Regions from separate parts of the Sus scrofa genome. Here regions 1 and 2 are each linked to region 3. The links are chromatin contacts, called in public HiChIP or PLAC-seq maps. All regions are on one chromosome and are shown on one strand. The core of a region is the stretch at or near the end of the contact, and the rest is flanking DNA. Distances in the headings are between cores, read along the strand shown.

What was found. HiChIP or PLAC-seq counts read pairs in DNA pulled down with a chosen protein or histone mark.
Region 1: an H3K27ac HiChIP or PLAC-seq map of skeletal muscle shows a contact between it and region 3. The contact joins two enhancer-like sites. A contact is called at or near these places in 1 of 47 Hi-C or Micro-C datasets (fetal heart ventricle) and 1 of 2 datasets of contacts at active chromatin or transcription factors (skeletal muscle).
Region 2: a contact with region 3 is called in an H3K27ac HiChIP or PLAC-seq map of skeletal muscle. The contact joins the promoter of CASZ1 here to the enhancer-like site in region 3. A contact is called at or near these places in 6 of 47 Hi-C or Micro-C datasets (embryonic fibroblasts, epiblast stem cells, fetal heart ventricle and 3 more) and 1 of 2 datasets of contacts at active chromatin or transcription factors (skeletal muscle).

Annotation. Positions count from the first base shown.
Region 1 is chr6:71,081,820-71,084,938 of Sscrofa11.1, reverse strand. No RefSeq gene overlaps it. Among named protein-coding and RNA genes, the nearest start is that of MIR9861, 20 kb to the right of the region's middle. Within about 2 kb of position 1,823, at least 3 of the 83 cell types and tissues checked have an H3K27ac peak or open chromatin away from gene starts, as enhancers often do. A contact at or near this core is called in skeletal muscle, where this site is marked.
Region 2 is chr6:71,027,718-71,030,911 of Sscrofa11.1, reverse strand. CASZ1 (zinc finger protein castor homolog 1) reads left to right here and starts at 1,417. Exons shown (of 21, transcript XM_021095326.1): 1 at 1,417-1,754. The coding sequence starts at 1,422.
Region 3 is chr6:70,962,017-70,965,350 of Sscrofa11.1, reverse strand. All of the region lies in intron 2 of CASZ1 (zinc finger protein castor homolog 1), which reads left to right. Among named protein-coding and RNA genes, the nearest start is that of CASZ1, 66 kb to the left of the region's middle. Within about 2 kb of position 1,815, at least 9 of the 83 cell types and tissues checked have an H3K27ac peak or open chromatin away from gene starts, as enhancers often do. A contact at or near this core is called in skeletal muscle, where this site is marked.

The DNA of each region.
Region 1 (3,119 bases), core at 574-3,073, 120 kb before region 3:
AGCAGAAACGAATCCGACTAGGAACCAGGAAGTTGTGGGTTCGATCCCTGGCCTTGCTCAGTGGGTTAAGGATCCGGCATTGCCGTGAGCTGTGGTGGAGGTCGCAGACAGGGCTCAGATCTGGCGTTGCTGTGGCTGTGGTGTAGGCCAGTGGCTTCAGCTCTGATTTGACCCCTAGCCCGGGAACTTCCCAACGCAGTGGGCACGGCCCTAAAAAGACCAAAAAAAAAAAAAAAAGGAAATTCTGGGTCGTGAGGCTGAGGGAGAAACTAGATCTGACAATGAGGATGCTGGAGATGTGCTGACAGGGTCGGGGATGTGCCAGGGAGGGAGAGGAGAGGGGCGACAGGGGGAGGGGCGACAGGGAGAGGAGAGAGGGAAGGAGAGAAAGACCCAAAGGGACAGATTTATCTAGAACAAGGTAGGGAGAGAGAGCAGAGAAAGAAGAAGGCAAACAGAAACAGACTGACTCAGAGACACAGAGAGGAAGGAGAGTGATTAGGAGTCTCTGAGACAGAGAGAGACACACACGGCGGGAAACTGAGGCAAAGGCTAGGGGGAGAGGCCCGCAGGGAGCCTGTGTATGTACAAGGCGGGCTGAGAGTTGCTGTGCACGTCGGGTCCAGGAGTGGCTGGGCACGCTGCTGGGCACGCAGTCATTTGGCCAACCCTGGCTGAATTTGAGGGAAAATGGAGAGGCAGGGGCAGGCGTTTGGCGTCCAAGGGAACTCGTGTCCTCTCATGTGACTATATGTTCGCAAGTGTCTGTGATCACATGTGTGGCGTGTGCGTGCGTGTTAGTGTGTGAGGGTGTGCAGGAGGGCAGGCTTCACTCCCCCCCTCAGCTGTCCCCACGCCCCCTCGGTGAGGAATCCGTGTGTGGACGGCCCGGCTGGTGGGCTGCAGGGCCAGGATGGGTGGGCAGCCTGACACACGACCTCACCCGGGTCGTGGGGCGGGGGGTGGCCAGGGAGCTGTCAGCGGCCAAGAACGGGGCGAGCAGCGAAAGTGAGCCATAAAAGGGCCACTTCTCCCGGCCGCTGTTCACTTGACACTCTCTAACCCAGAAGCCACCTGTTCAGCCATCAGTCACCCAAGGAAAACACAGCTTTCCTGAAACTGGGAATTGGACAGGCCAGGGAGTGGGTGACCATGGTGCGGGGGCGGGGAGGGGGGCAGAATACCTGCCCTCTGCCACTTCCAAGTGAGCCCCAGGCCCATCCCTAGGTAGGGCAGGGGCAGGCTGGAAGGTTGCCTCTGGCCACAGAGAGAAAAAAAATAAAAACAAAAAACTAACAACCCCCCCAATTGGGCACCAGCATAGCAATTTGGGGGTTCAGGGAAGTTGGGGACCCAGAGGTGCTCACCTTGGGGTGATGAAGGAACAGCGCTTGCCGGGATGGCTTAGCAAGAGCTGCACCCTGGACGAGCTACCGCGTGGGCTGGGTCCCTGGGTCGGGACGGGCAAGGGCGGGCGTGGGGTGGGGGTGGCACGGAGGGAGGCCGGGAGGCCGGGCCTTGGGGGGGCGGGCAGGGCTGCTGGGGCCAGGGAGGGACCTGGCTTGGAGGCAGGCCTGGGGCTCTGCCCGGCGGCAGTGCCCGGAGCAGGAGAGGCCCCGCCGTGCCCCGCCGTGCCCCGCCTCTGGTGGCTTGTTAATTTCATCGTTTAGCCCGTTTATGGAGTTCCCAGTTGCTGTTGCTTTTATAAACAAGCATTTTGGTGACCTTCCCCTCCGGACATCAGCTCCGCAAGAATCCCGAGCCCTGAACATTTATAAATAAGCCTTCTCTCAAGTTCCACAACAGGTGTGACCTCCCCCCCGCCCCCCTCCTCTGTCCTGTCCGAAAACTGAACAGTTTCAACAAGCAAAGGGAGGCCGCCCGGCCTGTCTTAAAGGGGTCGAGTGGAGGCCACAGGGCGCATGGCTGTGGCGGGGGGCGGTCTGCCTCCTCTTCCTCCACCTCCCCCAGGCAGAGGGTCCCCAAGGAAAGGGCCAGGCTGGTGGGCAGCTGAACCCCTGACCCCACTTTGCTGAACACCGGGCCAGAGGCTATGGTCTGAGCGGGCTTCCCAGCTGACCGAGTATATTCCCGGCCAGGGAAGTTTTACCACAGTCGCCCCATTGCCCTCCCCAGTCCACAGGCAGCTCCCCCCATTTCTCCCCTCCTTGGCCCCACCCTGAGGAAGAGAGAACATCCCCCCCTCTTCTTTCCTGCCAAAAGCTCTCTGATTCATGATTTGCAACATTTCCTACGTTTGTTTAACAAGCCTTCATCGAATTCAACAAATATTTCTTGAGCTCCCACTCGGCGCCAGGCTCTGCGCCAGGAATATAAAGCTAAGGACTCAGCCCTGCCCCCAAGGAGCTCACCATCTAGAGGGCAGGCGGGAGAGCAATAAGACTGGTGAACCGCCCAGGGCCTGACCTAAGGGAGCGGAATGGGTCCTGGGAGCAGAGAAGGGGATCCCAACCCAGACTTGAGGGTGAGATGCTTCCTGGGGGAGGGGGGCTGGTTCTTGAGTTAAGTCATCACCGTGGAGGTGTCAGGGGGAAAAACACTCCAAGCAAAGGAATCTGACGGGGCAGGGTCACAGGGGCAAAGAAGCCTGGGATGAGGCCGGCCATGATGGTCGTCATGGTGATCACGGGTGCTGGTCCAGGGGATGGTTGTCATGGTGATACCTGAGTCAAACCGCAAGGGGGTTTTTCTCCGTGTAGACCAAGGCAGGAAGGTGGTATTTCCTAATCTTCTCTGTAAGGGGCTGTCAAGTTCATAACTCTGTTCTATGTGTCAAGAGTGATGATCAGGGAGTTCCCATTGTGGCTCGGCAGGTTAAGAACCTGACGTAGTGTCCATGAGGATGTAGGTTCGACCCTTGGCCTCGCTCAGTGGGTTAAGGGTCCAGCATTGCCGCAGACGGCGGTATAGATCACAGGTGTGGGTCGGATCTGGCATTGGTGTGGCCGAAGCTCTAAGTCGACTCCTAGCCTGGGAAGTTCCATGTGCCACAGATGCGGCCCTAAAAAGAAAAAAAAAAAAAAGAGTGATGATCAAGGTAAGAAAGGAAACAGAACAAGAGGCGTTCCCATCGTGGCGCAGCAGAAACCTATCCGACT
Region 2 (3,194 bases), core at 168-2,667, 66 kb before region 3:
TGTGCTCTTCACTGGGGCTCCGCAAATGCCTGCTGAGTGCATGAATGAGTGAAGGACCATTGCTGGAGGAAAAAAAAAAAAAAGGCAGAAGAGGAGAAGGAATGGGGAGAGGACAGGAAGAACTGAGAAGCAGAGGGAGCACTGGATGTCCCAAGGAGCAATGACAATTACTGGCATTTATCGATCACTGTCTTGGCCCAGGCACTTTCCCTGCATTAACTCATTTTAGCCTCACAACACACCCAGGCAATAGTGCTATTATTATCCCCATTTACTGTTGAGGCAACTGAGGCACAGAGGTTATGTGGCTGGTGAGTGCTGGTGACCCCCCCCAAACCCAAGCTGTTAAGGATGTCTGTCTTTACATTGCCCCCCCACCCTACCCCACCCCCCCAACTACGACCCAGTGGAATGAGCCCAGAGTCAAAAGTTAGAAGGCCTACCCACCTCCCCGCTTCTAGGTCATCACCCTTCGCTCGTCCCGAGAGGTTTTGCAGAAACCTTGCTGATTAGATCTCCGAGTCTACCAGCCTGCAACAGTGTTTTCCAGCCTGTGGCATAGTTTCATGCCTTCTGTTGGACCCTTCTTAAAGCTGCTGGTCATACTTTGAATGTTTATTCACCTATTCAAGGAATCATTCAGTTATTTGTTTACTATGGTGGTCAATTTCTCCCATCTCACCGTGGGAGTGTTCCGGAGCCTTCCTTTCAAGTCTAATTCCATCCTGTTCTTATTCAGAAGGGAACACAGGTACCTTGACTCGCTCAGTCCTGGGATAGGGATCGCCTAGCTGCAAAAGGCAGGACAGGAGCTACTGCTGCTGGCTCAGCCTGGGGTGGCCACCTCAAGCCACCTGGGAAGGGGGCAAGGTGGGCAAAGGGGGCAAAGGGAGCACAGGGGGGGTTTCTCCAATGGGGTATGAAGGTTCTCTCTCAGAGAGGCCTTCACTCTCACCTGGGCATAGGAAAGAAGCTCTCCCCAGATACTCTTATCCTACTGTCTCGTTTTATTTCTTCATGATCCTTTTACTCCCTGAAATCATATTATTCACTTGTTTTAATGTTCATCACCTGCTCCGCTTCCCCCCCCCTCCGGCCCCAGGTTCATTCTTCAGAGCCTGTCTTGCTCACTTAAGGATTTATTTCTTGCACAATGGACTGAATGGAAACTCCCTTGCAAAGAATAAGTGCAGAGCGGCTATCAAACAGTGAGAACATCACGTTCTTTGGGGTTCAACACTCCAACTTGCAGAAAAGAGCTAATTCTTCCCTGGAAAAGTGGGAAGCAAACTGGCTCGCGGGGCTGAGAACAGGTGAACAGTAACCACTCCTGTCCCTCTTCTCTTGTCCCCCCCCCTCAGGTCCACTCAGTCAGGGGTAGAGAAAGCTTCACCGGCCGCAGAAAGGTGCCGCAAGCTCAGATGCTGCTCCGCAGGTCGCGTCTCACTCGCGCGCGCCAGTCAAGCTCAGCCCGGGCGGTGGGTGGGAAAGAAACCTGCAGGGGAAGGTCTGGGGGTGTGAGGGTGGAGCGGAGCCCGGCCCCGCGATCCGGCCCGGGTTTTACATGCCACCCACACGCCCGCTCGGCCGCGGAGAATTCCATAATCACAGCGGGCGAGAGCGGAGACTGGGAGCGAAAAATCCGGGATCAGGCAACTTTGGGCAGCGCATGCGCGCCCGCGGCGCTCCATCCCAAACACACACACATTTTTCCCCCGGACTTGGAAAGTCACCCAAAGCCGCCCCAAGTGCAGGTAAGAGACTCGGCGCTCCCTCCGCCGCGGCTCCCCCACGCCCCTCTGTTCTGCGGGCCTCCCGGGGTGCCTCCCCGCCTCGCCCCCTGCCCGGGTGCAGCCCCCCACCTCCCGGGCTGCCTCTTGCAGCCGGGAGCGGGCGAGCGAGCGAGCGAGCCAGCCAGCCAGCCAGCCAGCCTGCGCTCGGCGGCTGCCACCCAACTCCGGCCGTGCGGGAGGCAGGGGGCACGGAGGGTTGGCACCCGGGCGCGGGGCGGCGCGTCGCCTGCCGCGACCAGGGAATGCCCAGCGCGCGGCTCCGGGGGAGGGGAGGGCTGCTGCTCCTGGGGGTCACTGACTCCAACTGAGGGGGCGGCGGGGTAGGGAAGAAGAGGGGGAGGTGCCGGGCGCGAGTGCAGGACTTTGCAAACAGGGTGGGGGCGCCCCCCGCGCCGCGGGCTCCCGGGTGGTGGTGGGGGGGCAGGTGCTCTCCAATACCCAGTAATCACTCCTTCCCCCTACGCTCTCCCCCCCTCGCTGCTGCAGGGGTTTGTGCGCTCTCCGGGGCCGAGAAGGAGGCAGGGGTGAGGGGCGCCTGGGGTGACTTTGCAAGACTTTGCTCAAGGGAAGGGGTGGGTGGGGAACCCCTCCAGCCGACCCTTGTGCCCCAGTACCAGGGTGTAGGTGCCACCGGCAGAGGTAGGCAGTGTTCACTTAGGCGCGGGATGCCAAGGGGTGCCTCCTGGTGGGAAAACGGAGGCGAGAGGTTGCTTGGCTAGGGGGAGCGGCGCCCCCTTTTTCATCCGTGCCTGGGAAGTTTGTCTCAAGTGCGCTGCTCCGGGCGCGGCAAGTGGCGCTCCTCACTACCCCCCACCCCCACCCCAGCCTCCCCCGGGTGCAGGGCTGGCAGTGCTGGGCACAGGGAGCCGGTTCCGGGGCACCGGCTCAGGGCCGTGTGACTGTCGGCCGGAGCCGGCCTGGGTCCGGGGAAAAGTTCGGGGGAGTTGCGGCGGTTGTTGTGTGCGCTGGGAGAGAAGTTGCGCCCGGGGACGTGGGACGCCGGGCCGGCGGGCCGGGGGGCGGGTGGAGCAGTGCACTCGCAGCGGCTCGGCCACGGTGGGCGAGGGTCTGGCGGGGTCTGTGGCCCCAGGGTGGGCTGAGGGTAACCTCGGGGCTCAGCAGTTGGGGAAGAGGAACCCTGAATCCAGGGACGCACGACTGAAATAGGCACCAGGCGGAGGACAGAGAGAATGATCGCTTGCGGGAGCACAGGGGGGCACCAAGGGGAGAGGGCCCGGCCGCCCGGTCACTTGGGGTCGAGCTTCAGGGCAAAGGAGCGCGTGGTGGCTGGCGAAGGAGTGTCGGGGAGCGGGGCTCCAGGGGGCGCGCGGTAATGGGGGATCGGGCCGTACGGACAGTCAGGGAGCTCCCAGGGCAGGGGGCCGAGTCGTGCGCCCGGGG
Region 3 (3,334 bases), core at 566-3,065:
TGGGGAAACTGGCCTGCCGTTCCATGCGGTGCTATTTACGTGACATCCCAGTGGGTTTGGTCACCCACAAACCATTTTCCCAAACCAAGACAGGAGAGGGCCAAGGAAGACGCCCCCGGGGCCGGGCAGCCCCCGTCCAGCCTCTCTCTGGTCTCCCTTCTGGGCCCTGGATCGCTGCTGGCGTGAGGACCCTCCAGGGACTGGGAGGGCCTTGGCTGGGGCCCCATCTTTGCATCTCCTTTCCTGGGTGCCCAGGGAAGCTCCTGCAGGAAAGGAATGCTAACACTGCTGCTGTAGTAAGCTGGCACGGTACCCAGGCAGGGGCTGCGCAGTGCCAGAGCCTAGTAAAGACGTTGGCGAGGCCTCCGCTTCCCATGCCTGGAGTTTCCTCTGTCCGGATTGGCGTGCGGCCTCCAGCCGGGCCCGAGGCAGCCCCAGGAAGTGGTGGCGTCCCCGGCAGCCCCCAGCCTGGCTGGCCTGGGGGACACACCCCCTCCCTGTCGCCCTCCAGCTCCAGCCAGAAGCTCTCAGAGGGCAATGAATATGTTGTAGCATTTTGTGAAAGGAGAAACAGTGTGGGGAGAGGGAAAGGAGAAGATGGGGTCCCAGCAGCTCTGGCTCTTGGTAAACAGCAGCCCGTGGGGAGACCTGACTTCACCTCTCCCGGCCTCACTTCCTCCCGAGAAACTCGGGGATGTGAATCGTATAACTTTCCTACAGGGTTTCTGTTGCCCTTTAAAGCGCTCGATAAACGTGAAGCATTCCTATGGGGCTCTCTCGTGGCTCGGGGCGTTAAGGATCCAGCGTTGTCACGGCAGCAGCTCGGGTCGCTCCTGTGGCACGGGTTCGATCCCTGGCCCCGGGAACTTCTGTATGCCGCCGGTGTGGCCAAAAACAGGAAGGAAAATGATTAGTCGGGATGGTGGTCGGAGCTACCCCGTGGTTTCGAGGCATCAGTGAGATCTTGTGTGTGGAAAGCACTTAATACGTTGCCTGACACACGGGAGTGCTCGGCAAATGTTAGCTGTCATCCTTGTTATCGTTACTGTTCCCACTGTTATTTCCTGGTGCACTGAGGTGGCGCCTCGGGCATGCCCTGAGCCCTCCTCTTGCTCCTGAGGGACCTGGGGTGGCTGCCCCCCTGCTGAGTCTGGCCGGAGGCGCAGGGGGGTTGTTCTTCTCGAATGTTCAGCAGGCCCCCCTGCCCCCACACTTACTCTTCAGCACCTGCCCTGCCATCTTCCAGGCCCCCGGCCACCCCCTCCACACTGGCACTGGCACTCCCTGATCCAGGGTTCCCTGGGCACTGCCCCTCTGGGGTTTCCTGGCAGAACAGGGTCCCCAGAACCCGTTTCTGGCTCCTGCCCATCCTGGCCTCCCCCAGGTCTGGGATCTGACTGGGGATGGTGACTTAGTAGCTGAATGAACTCCAGTTTCAAAGGTTAATATCAAAATCTGGAGTGGATTACCTAAAAATTACTTACAACACCATTAAAATTCTGAACTCTTTTTGTTGTGGCTGTAAATTAATTTAAAATGTCAGGTTTTTTGAGAAATCCAATAAGAAATTGAGCCAACAGAGCAATCTGCAAACTGTCTGGCAAAGAGGAAAGTGTGTCTCTTCAATCGACAAGGAAAAATATGGAGCTTAACTGGAACCATATGGCTTTAGTACTTGAGAGAAACCTGCTGAAGAGGGAGGGCGGGAGGGGGAGAAGGGGGGGGAGCCCAGCTGACAGCCACACACATGCAGCGCGAGGCCAGAGGGGAGCAGGGCCAGCACGGCGGCATTGGCGCAGCCCAGGGGCCTGGCAGGCGCCTGGCACGCAGCCTACTTGGCTGCCCCCTGTCCACGGTCACCAGGCCGCCCCTGGCGGCGACTTGGTCCGTCCACTGTCTTAACACGTTCTCGCTGTGTCCATCTAGGGCTTGCGGGCCAGTTGGGGAATCCTACCCCCGACCCCAAGGGGAGCCCAAGCCCCCTCCTGCCAGGGCGGCCTGGGTGTCAGGGTCCCTGCCTGGGAGGGCCCCCTGCAGGTCTGTGATGGCCACGTCCCCTCAGCCTTCTGTGGGCTTCTTCCCGCCGACATGTGGTCCCCATTACTCCTGAATTCCCCCAGATTTACAGCACATTAAGTAATTTGTAGGTTATTTCAACTTCAATCTGCTAAAGTTGAGAAAATCAAAATTAAATTCAAACCACCAGAGAACTTCAAAGAAAGAGGAAGAAGAGGAAGAAGACGCTTAAGTGCGGTCTCCTCCTCGGGCCCAGCGTGTCTCCCCAAGGTCCTCCTCCAGGGTTGGGGGGGGGACACTGCCTGGTTTCCCCTCTGCCCGCCCTCTCCGCCCCTTGGAGGCCCCCACCCCTGGAAAGGGCAGTGTGCCTGGGGTGCCCCCGGAGTGAGGATCCCAAGTCAGGGCAGCCTGGGGGCCTGTGCCGGCCTCGTGGTGTGGGCTGGGACAGAAGCACCTCTCATTTCTGGCGCTCCCTCTGCTCCCCCCGCCGCCAAGCCCCCGCCCGGGCTGGTTGGGTTATTCGGGAGCTCCAAGGCTGGTCTGTTCGCTTTTCCGAGCCATTTGGGGGTGGGGGGCATCTCCACCAGTGTGCTTCCAGCTCCCTGCGTGCCTGGGACAGCTGACAGCTGGTAGGTACCACCTGGCCCCCTTGGTTTCATAGCTCAGGTTACCTTATTTTGCTTTCTGCCCTTTAAAACAGCCTTGTAAATAAGCAAACACTCGGTGCCAAGCACCTTCGGCACTTCGCCAGGCTGGTAAATATTTTAGTAGTGACTTGGTAACAGTCGTGTTCACTTTGATTTCTTCAGAAAGGTTCTGGGTGCTGGGGAGGGGGCCATGGCGCTGGGAAACGATGTGTGGCTTATTTATAGTCCGGTTCTGACCACGTGGCCTCTGCTCTAACCCGGGGTATTTTTAAAGCCGGCATGGTGTTCACCTCACACCCCCCTTTCTGCAAGGATGGGGGGACCTCTTCAACCTCCCCACAGAAAACCCCACCGAGAAAGCGCGTCCGGGTCCTGGATTTGGGAAACAGATGCTAGATGTGTGTCCACCCAGAACTGGAGTGAACTGAGCCTCGGGCAGAGGCTAGGTTGGTGTGACTGTGGGGTGGACCCGGTCCCTGACGTGGTCGGGACTTAAGAAGAACCCCAGGGTCCGGGGGAAGGAGGGCTTTGGGGTCGGGGTGTTCGTGAAGCTGAGGCCGTGCCAGCTGAGATGGCCAGAGCAGAGCCGACTGTGACAGCAGCCGGGATGCAGGAGGAAAGCAGGTGGAAATGTATCGATGGGACAGGGAGGCAGCGGGTCCTGGAGGAGC